Regions from separate parts of the Mus musculus genome. Here region 2 is linked to region 1. A link is a contact called in public Hi-C data. All regions are on one chromosome and are shown on one strand. The core of a region is the stretch at or near the end of the contact, and the rest is flanking DNA. Distances in the headings are between cores, read along the strand shown.

Region 1 (7,912 bases), core at 3,118-5,617:
TAATCATAATTATTTAGAGCCTATAGGAATAGGAAGACTCTCTTTTCCCTTGCAGTAAAAACCAAGACAGCTTGAGCAGTCTTTCTTTGCAAAGCTTAGAAAGAATGACACTTAGCAGTGCTGGGGGGCTCGTGTCTGAGCTGTGTGCTGGGATGGAACTCAGAGCCCGATTGATGCTGAACAAGCATTGCATGAGCGGTGTCTCCCCAGACCAGCACTGGCTTTTAAATTCTCACTCTGCCTTACCCTGATCAGCCTCTATGTGGGCTTTCTGGCTCAGCAAACCTGTGGACTCTCAAGTCTCCATAGCTTTGTTTGATGAGGCTGCTTTTGTTCTCCCTGATCCTTTGTCTTTCTGTAGGCCCTCTTTATAGTCTGAAAAAGCCTCCGTTTCTGTGAAATCATTCCTGTTAGGCAGATGCCCAAATATTCTTTATTAATTTTAGTTGCCACCAATTGCTGTCCTAAACAGCCAAAAAAAAAAAAAAAAAAAAAAAAAAAAAAAAAAAAAAAAAAAAAAAAAAAAAATTCCAGCTACTCTGTTGACTGCTAGCTAACTTCACTACCAGATTGGAATGTCAGTGTTAAACCAATTTGGAAGAAGGACCTCTTTTTTTTAAGTATGTTCATCATGTCTGATGGTATGGGGCACCGGGAGCCATGTATGTGTACATGCAGAGCAATTTGCATTCTTCTTTGGCTCTTTTTCTTTGTGTGTGGCTGAGTTCTTTCACAAGTAAATAAGCCTACTTTATACTTGCAGGGAGCAGCAGCAGAAGATGGGCGTCTAAAAAGGGGCGATCAGATCATTGCTGTCAATGGGCAAAGTCTAGAAGGAGTGACCCATGAAGAAGCTGTTGCCATCCTCAAGAGGACAAAGGGCACCGTCACCCTCATGGTTCTCTCTTGAAGTGACTGCCAGAGCTGAAGCAGCCCAGCCACTGGCTCCCCTCCTACTGTAACAGAGAGGACCTGTTTGTATGCTGTGTTGGTCGGAGAAAACTACAGTAGGGAGGCGAGAAACAGAGTGTTTGTTACTCACAGCCAAGCATCATTTTTCCTTTACTCTGCATTTCATGATCATATACTCAAAAAGAAGAGATATTTGCATAGATAAACCTCAGTTTTATCTCGACAATATCTAACAATTTAAGGTCACGTGGACAAAATTATTATATGTTCATCTTGTTAGTGTGGAAACAAAATGATACAAAGTTAGGCAATTAGGTTAAAGATGGAAATTTAGAAAAAAAGAAGACAGTTTTGAGTTTTATAGGACTTCTTCAATCCAGCAGTCCAAAAGAAGAAAAGAAAGTGCTTGCAATACTTTTGAATAGTCTACTGTTTTAAAATTGTGACATATTGGTCCTACTTACCTCTAATGCATATTTTTCTGCTAAAATTGTTTAGCAGTCCTTGTAAGCTTTAAAAAGAAATTCCTGTTTAGTGCATATCTCGGTGTTTGTTTTCAGTTTTAACCTGCTATATTTTCATGTTGTTATAGGTAAAGTGCTGATGCTACCCTGTGTTGGCTAGAGTTCTAGGAAACATCCATGTAGCCATGGGAGACAGAGAAGGAGCCCAGAGTGTTCTAATGCTGATGTAGCAGACTGATACTACGTGGAAAACATGTTACTGTACCATGCTATTGTTTTTCCATTAGTATTAATCTTAATGACATAGAAAAAGACAGCGTGTTAGTAATTATTTTGGTTGTATGCCATTAGTAAATTGACAGAAAAATTAAGGGGGTTAATGTAACTTCATCTCACTGCTGTATATTAACATCTTACAATACAATAGTCTAAGACTGAGGGAAACAGATGGGGCTGTTTACTGAGACAACTGGTGAGGAATTATGTGTTCAATCCCATTTTAGAGCGTGAAACTCCTACATTAGAATAGATAAAGTCACTTTAAATACTATCTATATTTGTAACAGAAGTCGTATACATATATTTTATTATAGCATTCTTGTGTAAATGCAGAATTAAAGTGAATAAATAAGTTTCTGTGGTGCACAACAAACAAGCAGATGCTGTCTTTGTTTTTTATATTGGAAAAAGTGTTATAATTCAAGACTTACTGTTTTAAATTATTGAGTCTCATCATAGATGCAATTAGAGCTTTGGACAACATCCTTGTGGAAGCCTTGGTGTTTTTCCCTCCATAGCGTCTCAGGGATTCACAGACTTCTCGTGAGCTGAGGAAGATGCCATAGGAAAAGGGGTGTTCTGCTTCCAAATTGGCTTTTCAGGGATGCTACCAGTGCAGTAATATTATTGTAAGGTCTGTAAAGAGCTGAAGTGCATCAGATGGAAATCATCTTACTGAATAAGGCCCATCTGGATGGAGGGCAGAACAGGAAAGCTTTGTCTGTAGATTCTGTCTCAAATTAGCTAAAGAGAGTGCAGTGTCTCATTGTCTCTTGCTGGTTTTTTTTTTTTTTCTTTTTTTAAAACGATAGCTCATTTTATTGAAAAACCTTGAGTTCATTTTTAAAATATAGGAGAATATTTTTATATAGCCATCCTGTGAGTTTAGTTGTCCATGCAAAACTGAAAACAAATTAACCAACATGCGGGTTGTAACAAGTCTTCCTCCAGTCCTTGTCATTTGAAGTAATTGGCTAACAACACCCACCTCAGTATGCTGGCAGCCCATTGGCTTTTGGACATCTTTTAATGACCCTCTCTTTTGAAGGTATACCTGCATCCTTCCATAGGACACTGTGCATGCTGAACTTACTGCTTCTGCAAGTTAGAAGTTAAAGAGATTTTAATAGGGAATACTACTATCAGTACTGGGGAGAAGCCAAGCAATCAAACTGTTGTTCAAGACAGTATATCCAAGTAACATTCACACACACACACACACACACACACACACACACACACACACACACAAACCAGGCAAGCGCATGTCTTCACTTAATTAAATAGTGTTGTTCTATGAGTCCATATCCACCTGAATCTCAGAATATAATTTAGACATAGAGTCTTTGCCACTGTGGTTAAGGCCTGGCTATATTAGGATGGGTCCTGTCCTCTGATTTCAACAATCCATCTACATGGAGAGGATGGCAACGTGAAGACGGAGGCAAAGACATGAGCCAAGGACTCTACAAAGGGAAGGATCCAGTCACGTGAAGCCCTTTATGGGGAGACCTTGATGTCAAGTTCCTGATCTCCAGAACTGAGAGAACCTTATATTCTTAAGCCACCAATTGGCAGTACTTTATAAATTAATCCCTAGGTAATTAATAAAATATGAACTACCATGATGCAGTTATTAAGAAACATAAGGAAGACGGCTAGGCGATAAAGTTAAAATAAAAAGGGAATGATTTCATCCTGTTCATAGAGATGCAGCAATATTATATACTTTCTTTTTTTCTGTAAATAATGTACTTCATGTGATGGAAGAAGAACATGCTTTCCTTAGGCCAAGAGTTTAAAATTAACGTTACAGCATTAGGGTTGTGTATGATACAAGACAATGGATTGCCCATGAATTCAGTGTTATTGTTCACTTAAACTGGGGACCACCACTGATTTCTAGTGCTGTTCCTCATTACTAGCCAGGGAATAATTGTAGCAGTAATGATGTTTTAACTTCACACAATCTATTTGTAGCATCAGGAGTAGTAAGGAGTATATATAATCATGCTGTGAAACTCCTGTATCAGAAGATGGAATCATGAAGGAGAAGACACAAAAAAGAGGTCTTTTTTGTTTTCACCTTAAGAATCCTGAGAAAGCAGATGTTGACAGACGTGAAGAGAGGAAGAGAAAGAACTCTTCCCTTGTCTGAGGTAGATGGCATTAAGCCTGCTTAGATTTACTCAGGTAGTTTGTTGTCTGGATGTCAGTGCCCCTCTTCAGATCTCAGAGTGAAGCTGAGAGTTGAAAGGTTGCCTGCAGAGACACAGGAGGAGTGGGCTTTGTGCTCTTGGTGTGGGAATGCCAGAACTCTCATCACAAGCTTTCCGCAGCCCTGCTGTGTTGTTTCCAGTTCATGACAGATCAGGAATGCATTTGATTTGTGCAAAGATGTTCCTGGACTTTGTCTACTCGGAATTAATGTTAAACTTTGCCCTTTGAAAGGGAGCTGTTTATAAGGCTTCAAGAGATAAAAAACAAAGCTGTTGGTGCCAAGAAAACGTCTTATAGAAAAGAGTATGAATCCCAGGGAAAATAACTATTCTTAAAGTGATTTCTGTGTGCTTTACTTTGCAGCTTTTCTTGCCACAAGATGCAAGTATTTATAATTGTCCATTTCATGGTAAACTAAAGACACAGTATTTGTGTAGGCATTTGACTGTAAGCCAAACACTAATAATTAACAGTAGGCCCTAAAAGAAATTCTAGCAGGAAGGTAAGAGTGTGGTAATAATCTCACAGTCATCCTGGAAGACCGCCTGAAGCACCTTTGTGGAGCAAGTTTCTCCTCACTTTAGTACTGGGTATTATTTCTTAGGAAACTGTGTCTGTAATCCCCCTGGGAAGCTGGTTCTTGCCATTGGCCCGCCATTCTCTCCATACTTACGTCTTTTCATAGAATCCTGAAGTTCCTTCCTTCCTCCCCTCCCTCCCTTCCTTCACCCTCCCCCAGTTTCTCTCTCACACTCCTGCCTTCTCCTTCCTCTCCCCCTCTCTCCCCTCCTCCTCTCTCTCATATTTGTATGTGTGTAAAGTTTCTTGTATATGTGTGCCTCATTTCTCTGCTTTATCAATTATCATAGCTTCTTGACCCATTCACTTGTAAGGCTTTCCTCTGAGTTTTCTTACTGTGTAATATATTGAGTTTTTCAAGCCTGTCTTCATTTCAACTTCAGTGCTCTTCCATACTTCTTTCTTCTCTGAAGTCAGTTTTCCAAGCCTGAATTGTCTTTGTCCCTTTTCATTCAACTGTGTGTCTGTGTAGACTTGGACATCACTCCAGTGATTCCTATCCTCTAAGTTCATTCAGTCCTTTGCCATGTGATTATTCTGATTCGTTCTCTCCTTCCCCTTACCATGTATGTTCAGAGATACGATTGTCTTTGGGAAATATGCAGTTTCTTTTTCTTCTTAGAAATTATGATTCTTGCCTAAGTCTAGCTGGCAATACTGTACATTCCCATGTCCTTCCTCTAGAATTCACACTTCCATTCAATAAAACTTGACTAAAAATCAACTGACCTAATATTTTCAAATTTTCAGTGTTGGACGTTACAATCTTTATAGTATTTCCTATGCTCCCATATGCCTGTATTATTAGTTATTTATTTTCCTTTTATAAGGATTAGTCATTGTGCTGATTAGATTTATGTCCACTTGACACAATCTAGGAAGGAGAGAATCTCAGTTGAAAAAAAGTGCCTCCATTAAGATCCAACCATGGAAGCCGGGCATGGTGTCACACTCCTTTAATCCTAGCACTCCGGAGGCAGAGGCAGGTGGATTTCTGAGTTTGAGGCTACTCTGATCTACAAAGTGAGTTCCAGGACAGTCAGGGCTATACAAAGAAACCCTGTCTCAAAAAAAAAACAAGAAGAAAAAAAAAATCCAACCATGGGGCATTTTCTCAGTGGTTGGTGGGAGAAGGCCCCACCCACTGTGGGTGATGTTGTCCCTGGGCTGGTGGTCCTGGTTCTATTAGAAAGCAGGCTGAGAAAACCAGTAAGCACCACCCCTCCTTGGCCTCTGCCTCAGGTCCTGCCTCCATGTTCCTGCCCTGTCTGAATTCCTGTCCTGACTTCCTTCACTGATGGGGAAGTGTAAATAAACCCTTTCCTCCCCAAGTTGTTTTTGTCATTGTGTCCCAACACAGCAATAGTGACCTTAACTAAGATATTCTTCAACATAAATTGTCATGAAAGGAAATTTATCTCACTACTCTGTCTTAGAAGTCAGCATGACCTGCCATAAATACAAAACACTACAAGTAGAAGCTATACCTGGGTGTTCTTGGCTAAAGTTGAGGCCTGCTCTTCCTTAGTAAAGGGTACTGCCATTGTTAGCATGACATCATCAACTTAGTGGAGACTTTTCCTGAACTTAAGAAACTGAAAGTATTTTCTTCTGTGCTGCTATACTTGCTAGGACACCTAAAGCGCTGAGCTTGAAGAATTGTTCCAATACGAAGAAGGCTGTTGATGGCATTTTTCTTCTCCAGTTGCACACCCAGCCATTTCTTAGCCATTTCAAAGGTTGCTTAATACTGTTCATGCTATGAGACATTTGCTAAAATAAATCAGGCCATTGTATCTATTGATTTAGTTTTGGCAATCTGAATTTGAAATAAAGGACAAATGACATAAATTAATGAAGTAAAATTAATGCTGTGGTAATATTAAATAAAGCAAATGCCTTTTGCACCTGGAGGGCTCTGCAGATGGCGGGTGTTCCTAATTACACACCCTGCTGCTTTTAAGTGCACTGATTAAAAAAAAAAAAATCTCGCAGCTAAGTATATAATATGCACTTGCATGCTCCAGAGAAAGGTTGATGGAGGCAGCCAACACACAAATCTTACGTTTATGAAAAAAAATAAAATTCTTTCAGTGAGATAAATATTTATATGATTTTTAAAACAAAACATTACAATTATTGTCTTCTGTGAATGTTGTGTCTGAAGATGATTTCCCTCAAGCCAGTAAGGAAGCCCTTAATTGCAAGAATAATCTTACTAAAAGGAATGATTTGCTATTAGAATTCTAAATAAGTTAATTTTCTAGGTTTAAGTTAAACTGGTCAGTTATTACTAAGATGTTTATAAACCTAATTCTTTAACAAGTGACTTCTCTAGAACTTATGATCCAATAATTACCATTTAGTGCCTAGGCAATGGTTTGCTACAGAATTTGCAAAACGGCTGAGCATTGAATCCACGAACCCGTGTGTATCACACTCCCCCCTCTTGCCCCCCCACCACACACATGCAGCCATCACTTCTACTTTTAATTTCAGAATGATGGTTTAAGTCATTTTTATAAAAATACTTGGTATGCATACTTAGCTTTCTTATAATTAGATATATATTGGATATTTATTTTTCTTATAACTAGGTAAATGGTAGTCATTTCTATCTTCAGAATAAAGGACAAGAAGAAGCGGAGGACATGGCTCTGTCAGTGAACTGCCTGTGGCAAAAGCAAGAGGGCCTGAGTTTAGAGCCTCAGCATGTATGAAGTGTCAGGTGAATTTGGACACATATGTAACACCAGCCCTGTGGCAGGGTGTTGGGGGCAGAAACAGTCCCTTGTCCAGGCAGCCTACTTAATCAGTGAGCTATGAGTTCAGGGTTCAACTCTATTAAAAATAACATGCAGAGGGATAGAGGAGGCCCTCAACTGTGGTCCCTGGTCTCCACACCTGCACACACACACTGACATGCACACTTGTACACATCGACACAAACATATACACATATGTAATATGCACTAGATGCACTAAATAGAGGATAAGTGTTCTGGTTTGGATCTTAGATGTCTTTCAACAGCTAGGTATGTAGTTCCTGGCACCAGTCTATGTCCACTGGAGGTGATAAAACCTAGGCAGGGTTTGCTTAGCAGAAGGAAGCTAAATCGTTTGAGGAATGCCCTTGAAACATGTACTGAGACCTGGTCCTTTCTCTCTTTGGGGTTTCCACCCTGTTACCCTGCCTCAGAACAGTTTCAGAAACAATGGGGCAAAGTAAGCGCCGGCCGATTGAGACCTGCAAGACCTTGAGTCAATAGAAAGGATCCCTTTCTTGTGAGTCCAGTGTTTCGGTCACAGCAACAGCTAGCTCAAATAAACTGTGTTTGTAGAAAAGCACTGTGGGTGTTTTGTAAGAAACAAGCGGTTTGCTTGGAGACTCAAGGGGTATTTAGTCCTAATCTTACTAAATTATACATTTAAACAAAATCCATAATAGTTATTACCAT
Region 2 (7,912 bases), core at 3,622-6,121, 73 kb before region 1:
CATGGAGCATCTGCTTTGTCATGGTGGCCGCTTGTGCTTCAGAGCACAGTTTAACCTCATGCAGCAGGCTAAGCTCTCTCTGTGAGTTCCTGCCTCTGCTCGTATATGAAGTCTCCCATATTGGCAGCTCAGGGAATATATTATACTTTAGTTATATTCATTAATACTTGTAAGTTTAAATTATCCACATCTGCATTATTTGGATTACAGGCCATTTAGTGAAATACTCATTTGAGTTGAAGATGGCTTCCCCATCACTTCAAGGCTACTTTAATTTTATTTTCTCTCTCCCTCTCTTGAGATAAGGTCTCACTATGTAGCCCTGCAATGTAGACCAGGCTAGCCTTGAACTTATAGCTCTGCCTGCCATGCCTCATCCCCACTCAGAGTGCAGGAGTCTGGGGCTAAAGGCTGTGCCACAAAACCCAGTGCATCTAGGCTTTTGCAGGAGGGTTTGGAGTTCCAGGCAAGGCAGATTTACCAGTGAATAATACAATAAATATAAATAAGTAAAAGGTGCATTTTAGTTTCAACATAGCTATAGTGATGTTTTTCTTTTTTGTTGTTCTAGCTTCTAATTTGGGGGATAATTTAAAAAATTATTCCATTTTCCTTACTGCTTCCAAAAACATGACAGAATTCAATAATACTTGTTTTCCAAAACTGAATGTCAGTTGATGTCTGTTTAAATACTCAGCACAGTTTCTATGGAAAGTTTTGCTTTAAAAATGACCTAATAAAACAATTGGTCAAGATTTAATAACTATGTTAAGTCCCTTGCAGGCTAGCATCCTGTTATAGTGCATTCTCAGCCTGCTACCCGGATGAAATGGTCAGGACTGACTGATTCTCCAGGAAACAGTGTGTGTCCTGGTACAGGGGAAGTTGTGTTTGTTATAAACCTTTGTTTACTTTATATACAAAACACACCTACTGGATTTCATGGCAGTAGAAAGTGGCCCCACACCCTACAGGTCTCTGCTTTGTAGCACTGCCATAAGTTATTTGCCCACATGGCCACGTCTGTTTTGTGATGGTTTGGAGAAGAGCTTATGATTGAAAGCTAACCGAGGCAGTAGGATGAGAACAACTGCAGAGCATCAGTGAAGGAATCTCTGGCTCTTAGGAATGAAAGATATGCCTTTACCATATTAGGGACCATATGAAAGTAGAAGGAAAATGGCAGTAAGGTAGAGGACTTGGGGCTGTGAAGTACAACAGGAGTTCTCTGTTAAACTGCATTTGCTATTACAGCTGTCAGAAACATCAGCATTGGCTTCTCTGTATACATCATTATCCATTAAAGTAGTGTGGTAATGAGCAACCTTAAATTTTGTATTAAATTTAAGAAATATAGCGTTCAGCCAGGCGTGGTGGTGCACACCTTTAATCCCAGCACTCAGGAGGCAGAGGCAGGCAGATTTCTGAGTTAAAGGCCAGCCTGGTCTACAAAGTGAGTTCTAGGACAGCCAGAGCTATACAGAGAAACCCTGTCTCAAAAAAAACAAATATACACACACACACACACACACACACACACACATATATATGTGTATATATATATATATATATATATATATATATATATATATATATACATACATATATATGTATGTATGTATATATACATATACACACACATATCTATACCTATATCTATATCTATATATACACACACATAAAGCCTTTTAATTTCTCATCTATCCCCATTTTTCATGAGGTCAAGAATATGCCAAATCTTTTGAGATACTTCACTTAGAATATTAAGAAGCATGGGAGAGCTGGGCATGGTAGTGCACACCTTTAATCCCATCACTTGGGAGGCAGAGGCAGGCAGATTTCTGAATTCAAGGCCAGCCTGGTCTACAGAGTGAGTTCCAGGACAGTCAGGGCTATACAGAGAAATCCTGTCTCGGAAAAAAAAACAAAAAACAAAAAACCAAACCAAACCAAAACAAAACAAAACAAAACAAAAAACAAACAAACAAACAAAAAAAAAACAAAAGAAAAAAAAGAAGCATGGGAAACTAGAAGAGTTTTAGACATTCGTCTAGAGGAAAGAAGATGTTTTACTTCAACTCATTACACTTGAACATAACAAACAGTAGGGTACTCAGCACCTATAAGCTTCTGAAGCAGGCGTGCATCATCTGGCTTGTTGATTAGCTGTTCCCTTTCAGTGTGTCTGTACCACTTTCCATGAATAATGCATGGACATTTCTGTCCTGCAATTTCCAGTAAGCCCTAGCTAACAAGGGCGGATAGACTGCTTTCACTGATGAAAAGCAGATTTGATGATGCTTCTTTGAGGCATGAGTGAGATGATTTTCTGCTAATTATTGTAATTAATTTAATAATTCCAAAACTTAGCAGTCCTTTGGTAAGTAGGATGTGTCTTGTAAGAATAAGATAACTGAAATTGGAAAGCAGAGCCAACAGTTTCTCTCTAGATTGTGGGATGTGGTGGCAGCTACTTTCTATCCTTTGTTCCTAATAATACTAAAGATGATAAATACATCTGTGAGAGACCACTATGTGTGCTAAGAGTATTTCATAATTCAGAACAGTGAAAACATATTAAAAACCAGGACATAAAATAGATTATTTTGAAATTTTTACCTTCATGAGAAAAAGGGATAGACCTACATCCTGTCTCACAACTGAAGTAGATCCTAGATGGCTGAAATGTAAAAACAATTATGTGTAAAGTAGACGAAAAATACTAGAGAGTGCCACCCTTCTTCTGTGGGAATTGTGTGTAGATGAAGCCCAGAATCCCCCAAATTACAAATTTGGTTATGTCAAGAACTTAATCGTGGTAAAATATTACATATGCAAACTTAGAACCCTGGTAAACTCTCACTAGAATCCATATTCTGAAAAGAAAAGGTGAATGGTACCCAGTAAAAAGAGCCAGAAGGTGTGAGTAGAGAGGGTTCACACAAGATACAATAAGAATAGTTCCTGTGCACCCCACTGTCTGCTTCTGTGAGAGAACACTGGGATGGCTGAAGAGCTGTACCACTATTTATTGCAGGAATGGTTTGGTTATAAACATTTCCTAATATAGATAGCTGTAGTAACTAAGGTCTGCTGGGCCTTTCCTATGATGTCAAGCCTGTTTTCAGCTCTTCTTGTCTCCCTCAGAAGTCCTTTACTAGGATCTATTGTTTTTCCCATGAAATAGGTGAGGGGAGCAGAGGAGAGAGGTGAGAATTGTGAACTTGGCCAAAGCTTAAGCTAGTTGTGAGCCAGTACTGGAACTGAGGCTTCGAGAATGCAGGTCCACCATTGCCTTTCAGTAACTGTGCTCCTAGGGAGGGTAAAGTGGACTTTAATCACTGACATCAAGACACAAGACTGTGGAGAAAAGCAAGTGAAAGTACTAAATGGTGGTTCTGTTTAGATTTTAAGATATTAACCTTATGTGCAAGTATATAAAGATAGTTGCATGAATATTATGCAAATTCATAAAATGGGGGGATCAATGTCTAACTGATCCGGACAAATGTCCTGGGGAAGTTGATGGACAGAGGAGCCACATGCAAAGTCTTTTATAATATTCTCTGGATTGTTCTTAAGACTTTTGCACTTTACAGGAACTGAGAGTACTGTAGCTGTTGTTCTGTGGTATGATGCTCCCACAGTGTAGAAAACGTCCTGAGTTCAATCCCCAGCATCATAAGAAATCAAAAATGTAGACAAGAGGATCTAAGGAAAACAAACTTCTGCATAGCTGTCTGTAAAGCAGCTACATTGTCCCAAGGATGTAAGTGCTAAAGTGTGTCTGCTGCGAGAAGTATGCAGCTGTATAGGACTGTAGGATTTTAGGCTTTCAAGGAATTGTAGAAATTTTCTAGTATGTAGCTATCAAGACAGATTCTTTGATATACAGATTGCTAATAAGAAAAAGTAGATTAGAAGAGGTTTCTGTGGCTCTCTGATTTACTGTGGCTTGTTAGAGCTTACAGAACATGCAGGTTTTCCATAGTAATCTGAATTTCAAGCTTTTCTGCTCTTCTGTATGAACAGCTATCTATGAACAATTTGTTCCTGGAGGGTGCTGGGATTCCAAAGCCATGGCTCTCATACTTGGTCCTCTCAGTAGAGAGCAGCTTCTAGCAAGTGTGATTTGGGAATATGAGTTGTTTGCTTCCCTGTCTATCTTTAACTTGGAGTTGCTTGCTTGTAGCTAGAAGTAAATATTGTATCTAAAGTTATCTTGTATCTGGCCTATCCTATAACTCACTAGAACATGAGATAAAACATTTATAAGAAATGCAGTGAAAAACATATATGAAATTAAAAATATGCAGGAGGAAAACATGCTCAGCGAAGAATGCGTTAGAAGGCTTTAAAAATTTTTAAAAATGTGTTTTTTTTTTCAGTAAGTAGTAATTCAGTAAAATGTGACATATAGTAAGGTGATATAACTCTAGTCTCAGTTTTTGACTTGTGGCTTTGTCTGTTCATCATCAGGATGTGACCAGCAGTTCTGAAGTAGTGCTTGGTCTGCATTTGTCCCTGGAAGAACTCTACACACAGAACCTCCTTCAGAGACAGCATGCTGGCTCTCCTCCCACAGACATGAGGCCAGCACCCACCTCTGGTTTCCCCATCAGTGACTACACAACTACAAATGCTGTTGAACAAAAATACGAATGTGCAAACCCAGTAGCGTGGCCTCACTCGCAGTTACCAAGTAGCCTAAGCACCTCCGAGCTTGCTCCTGCACTGCCTGCTGTGGCTCAGAAGGTACCATCCTGCGGCTAGGACCTGGTGTCTTGACGAGGGAGAGGATGGGAAGGGGAGAGAGAGGATTTCCATCCCAAGGCCCTCCTCGTGTGGGATGAGTGCTTGTCTGACTGAGAGGTGACCTACGAACTTGATTGATTGTGGGTTCTTGCTAAATCACAACTCGGGAGGGAGCATGTGCAATGTTGAAATGACTGCTCCAAAGTCTAGTTTTCTTCCCATGTGACTTTCTCTTTTCTTTCTTCTGGGGTTCTAAGTATTTAACTGACCAGAGCTCTCTGGCATCTGATGCTGAGTCTGTCAACTTGCAGAGTATGTCCCAGGAAGCTTTTGAGAGGACCGTTACTATAGCAAAAGGCAGCTCCAGCCTAGGTAAGTTCCCCGCCTTCCACACAGCACTGCTCTTCAGTCTGAGAGAGGACAGTGGGCGTCACCTTACGCAGTGTTGCCCCTTAGTCCATGAGAGGACAGAGAGTTTCAGCACCAGTTTTAGCTGCAGAGAAAAGATGCTAGAAGTGTTCTTCTTGTTTCTTTTTATGCACACATATTTTTTCCCTGAAGTGGGAACAGGTTTATTTATTTATTTCATACCAGCTTACATCCCTTATTCTCTTATTTCTGGGTTTTCAAAAACCTCACTTACATTCAAGTAAAAGTTATATGAATTGTGTGTGTGTGTAAAGTAGCAAATCAGAAAAGGAATTCTTAGAAAATGAGAAGTTGTCAATTGGAATTCTAAGTTCTTTGGAAAAGTAAATTACTACTTTCTTTGAATAATGTTAGCTATGTGAGAGTCAGATTGTATTTACTCTTTCATTCACTGGAGGTGTTAGGAAGACTAACACCTGCCAGGTGTGCCACTACATAAATGCAGGTTTTCATAGTCTGCATTTGTCCCTGAAAGAACTCGACACACAGAACCCCTGCAGAGATAGTCCTCTGCCATTCATAACAGGCTTTGGCTGGTTCATAATCACAAACCACTTTCTGAGGAGAGAGCCCTGATGGCAGTAGGTACAGCTGCTGGGACAGAGCCTTAACCATTGCCACGCTGAGCAAGGCAGCCTCTCTGCTGCTCCTGACTGATGGAGGATGATTCGTTAGAGCCTCAGAATGCCCACATGTAACCCAATTGTTAGTTCATATCAAAGACTGTCTTCCTGCAGTGACCAACCAACGAACACCCTTTACACTAGTATCCTGGGTGTGGCCCTGGTTTCTTGTTGAACTTGAAACTCAGAAGAGACATTCCCAGAACCCCAGACTCTCCTATATGCTGTTCTGTTTGGTGGTGGCTGGATACCTACCCGTACCCACCAAAAGGAGAATTGTAGGATAGGATGTAGTGGTGGTTTGAATATGCTTAGCTCATGGGAAGCAACATTATTAGGCGGTTTGGCCTTGGAGTAGGTGTGGCCTTGTTTGAGGAAGTGTGTCACTGTGGGGTTGAGCTTGGATGTCCTACACTCAAGCTCCATCCAGGACAGAAGAGAGTGCCTTCCCCTGAGTCTTCTCCTGGCTTGCCTTGGCATCACTATGCAGAACTCTTGGCTCCTCCAGGACCATGTCTGTGTGCATGCTGCTGTGCTTCCTACAATGGCAGTAAAGGAGTAAACAAGCCTCTGGAACTCTAAGCCAGTCGCATTAAAGGTTGTCCTTTAGAAGGGTTGCCCTGGACGTTGTGTCTCTGCACAGCTACAAAACCCTAACTAAGACAGACATGTACTGCTGTAACTATACATAATTGCACATTCAAAGAAGAAAAAATATTTCATAAATCACATAATTGTATTTATCTTAGCCATAAAGTACATGTAATATTAGATAGTTATATAAACCACATATCAAACATGTATACTATATATACATATAATCAATATTCGTATCAATATTTATTTATATTACATATGCAATATGTAATGTTTATTATATTCATGGATCTTAAGACAAGGCTTGTAGCATCTCTGCAGCTCCGTGCACTGCCCAGCAGTGTCCATTGCAGCTGCCCGGTGGAGCTCCCAGAGCCAGGTCGTTCTGTGCTCACTTTGTCCAGGATTAATGAGGATTCTCAGTAAGTTCTATGCCTCCTGCTTTGGGATTTGGCAGATGTAAGATTCCCCATTCATGCATCAGATTCAGATGGTGCTGTGTATTGTGGGACTCTGAGGAGGGATAATGGAATATATGTAGCATGTTGACTTTTACAGAGATGTTTAGGACTTTACATTGTCAGACAACTCACAGTTCACAGTAGAAGAATGCCATTTAGAAAATTCTATGGAAATGTTTCTATTCCAGCACCAAACAATTGCTGTGCTCTTCTCTGGGGCTCATTGCACAGAGACAACATAGTATCCCTCCTTCCCTCCGCACTCAGGGGGATGATCTGTCCCTGTTAACCTTCATGTTCTCTGTATGAGGAGCATCGCAGGTGTAATGTGTCCGTGTTTTTAGTTTGTTATATGGCGATTGGCCTCCTCTTAGGTTTATGTTTTTGCTCTAGTTACTACAAGTAAGTGGGGTCATACAGGACTTAACTTTTTGCAACTATTTTATATAGCAGAATGTCTTTAAATCTCCTGTAGAACACATCAGAAATTTCCTTCTTTTTAGAATAAATACTATTCTATTGTAAGTGAACGTTACCTTTTCTTATCTACTGATAGACATTTGAAGTGCTTTCATGCAAGTGTTTAAGTTTTGAGTTAGTTAAGATCTTGTAAAAACAGTAAGGGTTAAAAGTATTCTTTATCATATCTGGAAAACTATTAAAACTTCAGTAGCTTGATTTTAAAATTAAAATATAAAATATCCCTCAATTATGAATGTAAGAGCAGTGTTGATAGAGGAAATCACAGCTTGTGCCACAATTTCTGAGTGATGGTGCCTTTCTGTTGAGCTAGAATTTATTTATTTCATTATTGATTTTGCCTCATTTTCAGAATTAGTCTACATATCTACTGTATCTTTATAAACTTAGACCCTGATTGTTGGATACTTTTGTACTCAGCAAAGTTCCTCATATGGCTGTGCTCATCCTAAGACCTGTGAGTCACACTTGGCTCTATGCAGCTGTAAACAGTTAGGATCACAGCACAGTGCTGTGATCTCAACGTTGGGAGCTATTCCACTGCACCTTTTTGACCTGAAGGTTTTG

Evidence for each region. Hi-C and Micro-C count contacts between places; a contact is called where the count stands out from the background.
Region 2: a Hi-C map of liver shows a contact between it and region 1, with 1.9 times the contacts expected there. The contact joins two enhancer-like sites. A contact is called at or near these places in 1 of 484 Hi-C or Micro-C datasets (liver) and 3 of 9 other capture datasets (adipose tissue, liver and pancreatic islet).

The regions. Positions count from the first base shown.
Region 1 is chr4:81,272,621-81,280,532 of GRCm38.p6, reverse strand. Mpdz (multiple PDZ domain crumbs cell polarity complex component) reads left to right here. Exons shown (of 47, transcript NM_010820.3): 47 at 764-2,034. The coding sequence ends at 910. Among named protein-coding and RNA genes, the nearest start is that of Gm25803, 62 kb to the left of the region's middle. Within about 2 kb of position 4,367, at least 13 of the 459 cell types and tissues checked have an H3K27ac peak or open chromatin away from gene starts, as enhancers often do. A contact at or near this core is called in liver, where this site is marked.
Region 2 is chr4:81,345,845-81,353,756 of GRCm38.p6, reverse strand. It overlaps Mpdz (multiple PDZ domain crumbs cell polarity complex component), which reads left to right. Exons shown (of 47, transcript NM_010820.3): 20 at 4,480-4,755; 21 at 5,013-5,127. Among named protein-coding and RNA genes, the nearest start is that of Gm25803, 11 kb to the right of the region's middle. Within about 2 kb of position 4,871, at least 4 of the 459 cell types and tissues checked have an H3K27ac peak or open chromatin away from gene starts, as enhancers often do. A contact at or near this core is called in liver, where this site is marked.